2 separate regions of the Mus musculus genome follow, and region 1 is linked to region 2. Evidence: chromatin contacts called from public Hi-C data. All regions are on one chromosome and are shown on one strand. Each heading gives the region's core, a stretch centred on a gene start, on an enhancer-like site or on the middle of the called end of the contact. The rest is flanking DNA. Distances are from core to core; before and after follow the strand shown.

Region 1 (4,384 bases), core at 1,165-3,664, 250 kb before region 2:
TCTTGATATCTGCAAAAAGTCTATATAATCGATAGAGGAAAACTATTTGCAGGGGGTGGGGTGTGTGTGGAAAATCCATGTAGCTGTCTGTGCAAACAGTTTTCTGAATTGGTTTTAGGTAACTAACCCCTGCCTCTCTAGCAAAGCTCTGTATTTGAAAAGGCAATAGTTCTCACTTAAGCTCTATGCTCCTTGATCATTGTCCACATCACCTTCTGTGTTTCAGGTATGTAATGAACATTTGTAGGGTTAAATCTTCAGCTTAGTAAGTTCTTTCTAACTACCACTGAAAGCCCTCATCTCCAGTTACCATCCTTACATCCCTGGGAAGAAATAGACCAGCATCAACATGAGAAAAAAACGAGTTTCAAAAACATGACACCCAGACAGAGGCTTCCATGCCGATCGTGACCTTTCCTACTGCACACTTGCCACCACCTGACAAGGCACTTGACTTACTTGACTTGAAATCAGGTCACCGAGTCACAGAGAATATTATGCTTGGCAATAGGAGCCAACCAGTCATTTCAGGTTTAGGGATCCTTACACTCTCAAGGATGTTCTTCACTCCACTAGGTAACCCAGTCATCCTTCCCTCCCTCTTCCCATCTTTGCCCACCACCATCTTTGCCCCTTCCCCACCCCATTGACTTACTGAGCCATCCCACGCTGGGAGTGCGCCGCACTCGGGGGTCATCGTCCAAGGTGCGATTTGCTAGGCAGGGCACTGAGTTCTCAAGCGGGCTTCGGGCTTTTAGCGCCAGAAGCAGCAGACAGGAAAAGGAGGACACATGAACAGCCACAGCAAGGATGAAGATGGAAGCATTAGTCAGGAAGAAAAAATATATATATATACACTAAAGCAAGTCACACAAGCGGGTTAAAGAAGAACAATGACATATCACAAGGACATTCACCTCCTCCCAGGACCCTGAGCCCTTAAATAGAACACATGTCAACAAAGAATGGGAAAGGTTTGGGGAGAATTACATTAAATCATTATAGTTCCCCCAAAAGGAGTGGATGATTCGATCAGCTGTTCTAATATACAAAACATGGGTTCTATGGGTTCTATCCAGAAGACAGATATAAATAATGAACATTTAGTCTGAAGATACAGTGTCAGACCTGTTAATTACTGTCTGCCACATGAGCACACACAAGGGAAGTAGCGCCCAGTTTTGTAAAGCACAGGGGGGTAGGATGTCATATTAGTAAGCGGCTCTCTGATGATCTCCCCAACTGTCAGGCTGCGGAGCTTATAGACAAATGCAGAAATCAACATTTCAGACATTTGTATCTGAAGTTTTTTTCCTTGATGAACACAGACTGGCTCTCAACTTTCTGTTGGTTTTTTATTGTCTCTCTCTTTCTCTCTCTCTCTCTCTCTCTCCCTCTCTCTCTCTCTCTCTCTCTTTCTTTCTTTCTTTCTTTCTACCCCTGCAGTAACATGACACTGAGACATGGATAAATTAGTGCTTTAATACAAACCCACTTGAGATGCAATTTTGGTCTTCCTTTTCCAAAGTCTTCCAGCACCTATCTTACTAGAAGTTTAACCCTTGGTGGATCCGTTCCAAATCTGGAACATCAGAGATAATGATATGGGCTGAATGTTCACTCAAGTTTCTCTAGGTAGATTTTATCACGTGGCTAGCCCAACTGGCTTCTTCCTGGGAGAATGTCATTTGCTCTAAGAACCTCTTAACACTTGTTTGGCTAGTCTCTCAAAGAACCATGCTCTAAGGCTGCTAAAAATTGGGCAGTATCCTGATCCTCTAAAGAATGTTAGTGATTTTGGAAATGCAGAACCATGAGGCAATATGTAATTTAGACTTGAGGGATTTTTTTCTTTAATAATAAAAGTAGTCATATTATCAGGGTAATACATTTACCATATTCCACCAAACACAAACATTAATCTATTCACATTGTGTGTGAAAGACAGGACAGGCAAATGGTCTTTTTACAAGGCTACTGGTGACTAGAGAGGTCAAGCTTTAACTTGAACCATTTACAAATGAATATAAATGTATGGCCAAATTTGGGCATTCAGCACACTATAAGATCCAGAAACATTTTTGTCAATGTATCTGTCTGTGTTTAAAAGCTGTAAATAAAGCCAGGACTTGCGAGCAGGCCATCTGTGCTGGCACCTGTTTGAGGCAAATCTGATGTCTTCTCTCTTGCAATCTGAATTTTAATTGTTTCGCATAATTGAACTTCTTTGCAAGTTTTTACTTCACTGAGAAAAATGGAGAAGCAAAATGCACCAATTGAGATTACTCCAGAATGGTTGTTTGTCAAGAGGGGAACATGTAGAGATGCTTAGCAACACATTGACCACTCCTCACCTCCTATGTCTTGCAACAGACAATGTACAGACCTGCGTAAAGAAATGATCTTCCTATAGATAGACCTACCTATACAAAATGACAGTCTAAGGAACTGGTGCCTACTTGACTGGGCACAAACAAGCCTCATTAGGATGCTAGGTCAGTAAGAATGGATAGAGGTGAAAATACGAAAGAAAGTCAACAGAGCCTTCCTGTCTGTTAAGTGCTAAGAAGGATGGAGTTGTTCATTCTGATCTCACAACCTCTTCCTGAGAGAAAGACTAGCAACTCTTTCAAACCTTGGATGCTAGTAAGGAATTTCCCCCTCTCCCTGCCTCGATTTGTCAGGATGATACTCTTGGAAATGAAGCCTAGAGATTTCCTCTTGCATGCATAGCCTCCATGAATGCTGAGCCTCTCCATCAGGAGGCCAATGGAATGGAGCCTAGCAGATAATAGCCAAGAACCTGGCTCCAAAAGCAGGCATGAGAATGTAACTGCCCATAGAGACTTGGCACCTGCGATTCAGAAAGCCTTCCTGTGGCCATCTGGCTGCTTCCCCTACCCAAAACTGGGAGGCTCACGGCAGCCATTACTTACATTGGCAAACTCCAGCATTTTGATTTGTTGGACCCTTTGTGTTCTATGCAGAGAGATATAAATGGTGCAATCCTTTTAGGAGGCTGGGTTTTGTTTTGTTTCTCCCACTTCGCAAATTTACTCTAAAGAACACATTTTCAAGAGTTGTTCCGAAATCTAGAGGATAACTTTCTATAATAATTAGATCGTTTCCTAAATAATGCTTTTACTGTATCTCTTCTCTCTTCAGTCACAAAAAACAGCTTGGCCTTGCTGATATCTTACACATTTTCTTTTAAACCATTTTTTTTAACCTGACTTCAGGCATAAACAAAGTAGAAATTGGCTTAAACCAGTACGACTTGATGAGGCAAGTCAGGGTTCTAAGGACTTTTGAGTGACGGTTTCCAAAGCCTACATCATAGAAAGGGGTGCTGTGAGGTGAGGGGAGGGGGAAGTAATGATTCCTATTTCCCTTTGGGAATCAACTTACCAAAATCCTAAACCTAGCATCTATCCTAGAACCAAGCAAGTCGACCACAGAAATTTCTCTACCAAATGCTTCTTTGGTAATATTGTTCAGGAGAAAATAGACGTTACTCATGTTAAACTTTTAGGGCTCTTTGTAGAAATGCATAATTGAAGGCTTAAATGGTGATTGAGCTGTGACTCTTTGCACAATGCTATTCAGCTAAGGCATCAAACCGGAGCACAGTCGCATCCCATCTATAAGCACCCAGGAGAGGCACTGCCTAGAAATATCCACTTGAAAAAATCTGATAAAGCATTCAACTGACTCCCTTCTTTGGTGTAGTCCTGCTTAGATAATTGCCACCAAAGCCCTTCAACATCATATTATCATATGGAGTAAGAGACCTGAATTCGCTGAGGACTGGGAAATAAATTACCGCAGAGGAAGCTCATTTCTCTGTAATTGAATTAGCATATTGTTATAAAGCAAACATTCAACATTTGGTCCTTCCACTAATTAAGCTTGTCTGTTAATTTTACATCTGAGTTTCAAGATTTCACCTGCAAATGGAGATGTTGCATATATTAGAGCTATTATAAATCATATTGTCTGATGTAAAACAGGTGTTGAAATGTTGGGACCTAACACTGTTGCCGTTACTGCTAATAACTAATACTCTTTCATTGGGTGCTATTTGCGTAGTCCAGCATCATGAAGGTTATTGGAAAATACTAAAGACAGCAGCTTGGACCAATCCAAATTAACTTGAAGCTCTGAAATTAATTTTTCAAAGATATATCTGCACTTCTATATTAATGCAACACAGATCACAAAACCCAAAATGAGAAATCACCACTAATGTCAATTTAAAATGTGGTGTAGATAAAGAGAATCGTACTGTGCGGTCCTAGAGATGAGGGTAATTATGTTATATGTGGTAATATGGATGACTGAAGAGGCCATTATGTACAACAAGCTGCACAAAGAAAAGACAAAT
Region 2 (4,378 bases), core at 1,684-4,183:
CTTCACATGAGGTTCCAAGGACTCAAACTCAGGTTCCCATGTTCAAACAGCAATTGCTGTTTTCACTGAGCCATGCCCCCTGTCAAATACAGTCCTTATAGTAGTTATAAACGAATGAATTACACTTAATATATGGATATCAAAAAACATAAGTGTGAATGGAGAAATAAAGTTGGAATATGTCATATAGATAAAGATACCATGTGTGTATGGTTTTTTGTTGGTGGTGGTTTTTTGGAGTTTTTTGTGTATGTTTTAAATATATAAAATAATGGTGGACAATAATATCGATATACCCACTCATATAAAACATATTAAAGTACTGATTGGTAGGGGAAAGTTCTTGTTAAGGGTGAGTCATTATTTATAGGGTAATTAAAGAGTTATGGCTCTAATAATAAACAAAAGGACATTGACTATGTAGTAATGTATTAATTTTAAAATATTTAAAATGGCCCACAGAGATGGTGCAGTGGTTAAAAGCACTAGCAGCTATTGCAAAAGACCTGGGTTCAGGTCTCAGCACCCACATGGTGGCTAACAGCCATCTGTAACTCCAGTTCCAGGAGATTCAACCCCCTCTTCTGACCTCCATGGGCACCAAGCACATATGTGGTGCATACACATACCTCAGGCAAAACGTTCAACAACTAAAATGGAATAAATCAGTCATAAAAAAAAAAATAAAAACACTAAGGAAAGACACCATAAAGTTGCCCTTTGTTCAATATAAGTGGTTCATATATGGCATTAGTCACTAGCATTTCTTGAATGTTTAAAGTGTTTTCTTTCAACACAATTTTCTGATGTTTAATGGAGATAAATGATACATACATACACGCATACACACACACACACACACACACACACACACACACACATGGAAGAGGCTGACAGAAGCCTCACCACTGACCACTGCCATTGGTGGCTGTTGTCAGCAGTCTAGTTAGGGAGAATGAGATAGTAAAGCAATGATGAGACAAAGCCGCCGGGTGAAGAGATGTGATGTCCTCACAGGGAAGGGAGCCATTTGCAAATGAAGTGTTTGAAGCTTGAACTGTGGTACCTAGCTGCAAGTGACAAGTCCCTTGGCTAGGGTGGAGATGATTGATAAATAGACCCAAGTTAAGAGAGTAAGAGGACCCGTGTCCCTGAATCCCAGCTATCGAATATAATCTATTAGAATAGATTGAAATTCCTTGAGCAGATCATCCTGAGAAAATAATTAAATCTAACCCCAATTAGATCTCACATATATGTGGTTCTGTCCCAAATAAGCTACAGATAATGAACAACAGCAACATTTATCCAAGGGAGCAATGAACCCTGCATAGTGAATTCAGAAAAGGGGATCTAAGAGAGGCAGTAAAATTAGCGGCTGGGCATTCTGATAGTATGTTTGCGCTCAGGTGTATATGAACTACAGCTGCCTGGAAACTTAGAACATTTAGGACAGAGGCCTTCCCACTACTCTCAGAAACGCTGTTGTTTTCAAATGCAAAACTGGCCCAGATGTTAGCATGAATCCCAAATGAGAGAAGGTAGCAGAGTCTACTAGACTGTAGGAATTGCAAGCTCAGAATTCCAACAGGATGGGGCCAGCAGCTAATTTAAGCCGCAGCTAGGAGCAGCAAACTTTATGCAGAAGCAGCAGCTGCATTTTGCGCTTTAAGGCTAGCAAATCCTGTTCTCAGACCCTCTTTGTCAAGCTAGAACAAGGAAGCATGGTGGGTTGGGGTGGCTGGAACAGGAGCTGCAGCAGGACAGCTGAGAAAGTGTGGGGAAAGCCTGCACCTGTGCAGCCACAGCTATCCTCTGAATCTGCAGAAACCTCTGAAAGCTGCAGGGTTGGCAGCTGTGGCCACTGGGTTTGGGAAGGACAAGCGGTGAGCCTGAGCTGGCTCGCGGGCTCTGCACGGATGGACAAAAGCAATTTGTTAGAACTCCTACTCCTAACAGCAGCGCCAGCAAGAGATGCCAATGTGTTTGTGCTCTCAGGGCGGGAGAGGCGGAGATACTCAAATCATGGCAGTTTGGTGCTGTGAACTCGGGCATTTATGAAAAACTTCAAACTCCAAAGTTAAAGAACACATAATAGAATAAACACACGTTTGAATTAGATCATTTTCTCAACACATTTATATCCTTCTAAGATACAGAATCATAGAGGGGTTTTAATTAAGAAAAGAATGGAGGGGGGTAATTCAAGAAACTGCAAATGATTCGTGGTCACTTATAAATACTCTGTGATGACAAGGTCTTTAATTATAACCAATGATAAGCATGTCATACTGCAGTCTGGAGTTTCAAGAGGAACCTAGTGATGTAACTAGAATTTCATTCTGCAGATAAAAAGTATAAAAGAAGGGGGTTGGGGACAGACTGCTCAGAGGAGGAACTGCCAAGCTGATAAATCCAGGTGAGACCAGGATTTGCTGGGCACTGACCTCACCGTTTGACCTCACAGTTAGCTTTAAATCTCTAGCTGGTCCCACTGATCACATATATCCATCAGTGCAAGCAATCTCCAACTCATTTGAGTATGCGAAGGCGAAATAATCAAATGAGAATGACAGCAGGGGTGGGGGTGGGGGGACCACCTGTGATCCTTTTGAGGCACTGTTGGGACTTGTCTGGCAACATCTGTGTGACCCTGAGGAAACTGAAAATACCCTTCTCCATAGCCCCACCTCGGGAAGCACTCAATAACGGGGGCCTGGAAGACACAGATGCACCTTACCTAGCTTCCTGTCCATCTCAGGAACCATGCCGTCTTCCCTGAGAGAGCCCCCTCTGGCTGAAGAACTCCCATCCGCTGACCTCTAGAAGAGCAGCCAAGGGGTGTGTACAAGCTGACCTGCTGCCTCAGCACTGCCTCCTGACAGAGGCATAGGGACCACATGGGCTGTCTTCCTGAGTCAGGCACAGGTGTAAACACAAGTAAGCCTCACCGTGAAGGACCACATGGGGACCAGGAAAGACGCATGCAGGCTGCACTCCTGCTGTCAAGGTAACAGCTATCTTTGATTCCTGGCAACAGGATCCTGCGGGGCCTGCCCTCTGAGACACTGAGGGATTTGCCAGACTCTCCCGCTAGGGAGGTCACTGCCATCCAAAGGGTTGGTCAATGCATTTGTCCCCTCCAGAGAGGGGTGTTGCTGGCAGCCTACAGCAGATTGTCAGCATATTCTCCTGTGAATGACACAGCCCCAGCGTCCTCTCTTCCTACTTCCAGTAAATGCTTGCTACTCAGAAAGGAGTCTGCCTCCAGACAGTGACAACTGATAAGTTGCTGGCATTCTGGCCTTCTTGAAAAGTGATCCATAGAAAATCGAAGCAGTTCCTTCAAGGAATTCAAATCCTATTCTCTGAGGCTCTAGCCACCCTTGAAGGTCATCCCTACCTGCAAAATTTTGAATGAAGTAGCTTACCTGGTATTCAAAGCAATACTGGACACATTCTTCTGGTCAGACATAGATGCCCTTACTCAGTTGCATGTGTGTGCTGTGTATGTGTCTAAGGAAGATAAATGGTAAGACTGCAGGAGAGGCTGACCCCATTAAAAGAACTCAACTGTCCTTGCTTTCCCAGGAGGCATCTCACAAGTAATGACAGCCACAGATAGTTTGGCTACGGGACAGTAAACGTTTTCTGGCTCTCTAAGATGACTCAGACTCCCCGCCTTGCCATGGGAGCACCTGTGCATAATCCAAGAATAAACAACATCATGTTATAATTCCATGCCTTGGTGTGAAATCATTACAGAAGACAAAGCTAGACATATAAAATGTGGCTGCAGGTAAAGAAATAACTCAGCAGCTAAAAGCGCTGCTCATTCAGAGGACTTGGGTTGGATTCCCAGCTCCCACAACAGAGCTAAGAACAGTCCGTTACTCCAGCTCCAAGGGATCCAATACACTCTTCTAACCTCCACAGATACCAGACACATGTGGTGCAGAGACAAACATCCAGGCAAAACACCAAGATATAAAATAAAAATAAATCACTAAAGAAGAATATTCAGAGCCTTCATTACAAAGGTCTCATGGGCCTGGAGAGATGCCTTATGGGTTAAGAGCACTGACTGCTCTTCCAGAGGTCCTGAGTTCAATTCCCAGCAACCACATGGTGGCTCACAACCATCTGTGATAGGATCTGATGCCCTCTTCTGGTGTGTCTGAAGACAGCTACAGTGTAGTCATATACATAAAACAAATAAATCTTAAAAAAAAAAAAGTCTCATGATGTGAAATGGTGCTAACTTTCTAAATACTATGTAAAGAAGAACTTAGAGAGGTAGCCTACACGGTCCTCTCTAGTAGATGCTGAAAGAAATTCAAAGGGGTATATATTCTAGAATTCAATATGGCAGAGGCTG

The links. A called contact is a pair of places that touch in the nucleus more often than the background predicts.
Region 1: a Hi-C map of cerebellum shows a contact between it and region 2, with 1.7 times the contacts expected there. The contact joins two enhancer-like sites. A contact is called at or near these places in 5 of 484 Hi-C or Micro-C datasets (cerebellar granule neurons, cerebellum, liver and 1 more) and 1 of 9 other capture datasets (embryonic stem cells).

What each region holds. Positions count from the first base shown.
Region 1 is chr5:89,054,316-89,058,699 of GRCm38.p6, reverse strand. Slc4a4 (solute carrier family 4 (anion exchanger), member 4) reads right to left here. Exons shown (of 27, transcript NM_001359211.1): 7 at 656-751. Among named protein-coding and RNA genes, the nearest start is that of Slc4a4, 170 kb to the right of the region's middle. Within about 2 kb of position 2,414, at least 7 of the 459 cell types and tissues checked have an H3K27ac peak or open chromatin away from gene starts, as enhancers often do. A contact at or near this core is called in cerebellar granule neurons and cerebellum, where this site is marked.
Region 2 is chr5:88,805,091-88,809,468 of GRCm38.p6, reverse strand. It overlaps a transcript of Slc4a4 not described here. Among named protein-coding and RNA genes, the nearest start is that of Dck, 42 kb to the right of the region's middle. Within about 2 kb of position 2,933, at least 19 of the 459 cell types and tissues checked have an H3K27ac peak or open chromatin away from gene starts, as enhancers often do. A contact at or near this core is called in cerebellar granule neurons and cerebellum, where this site is marked.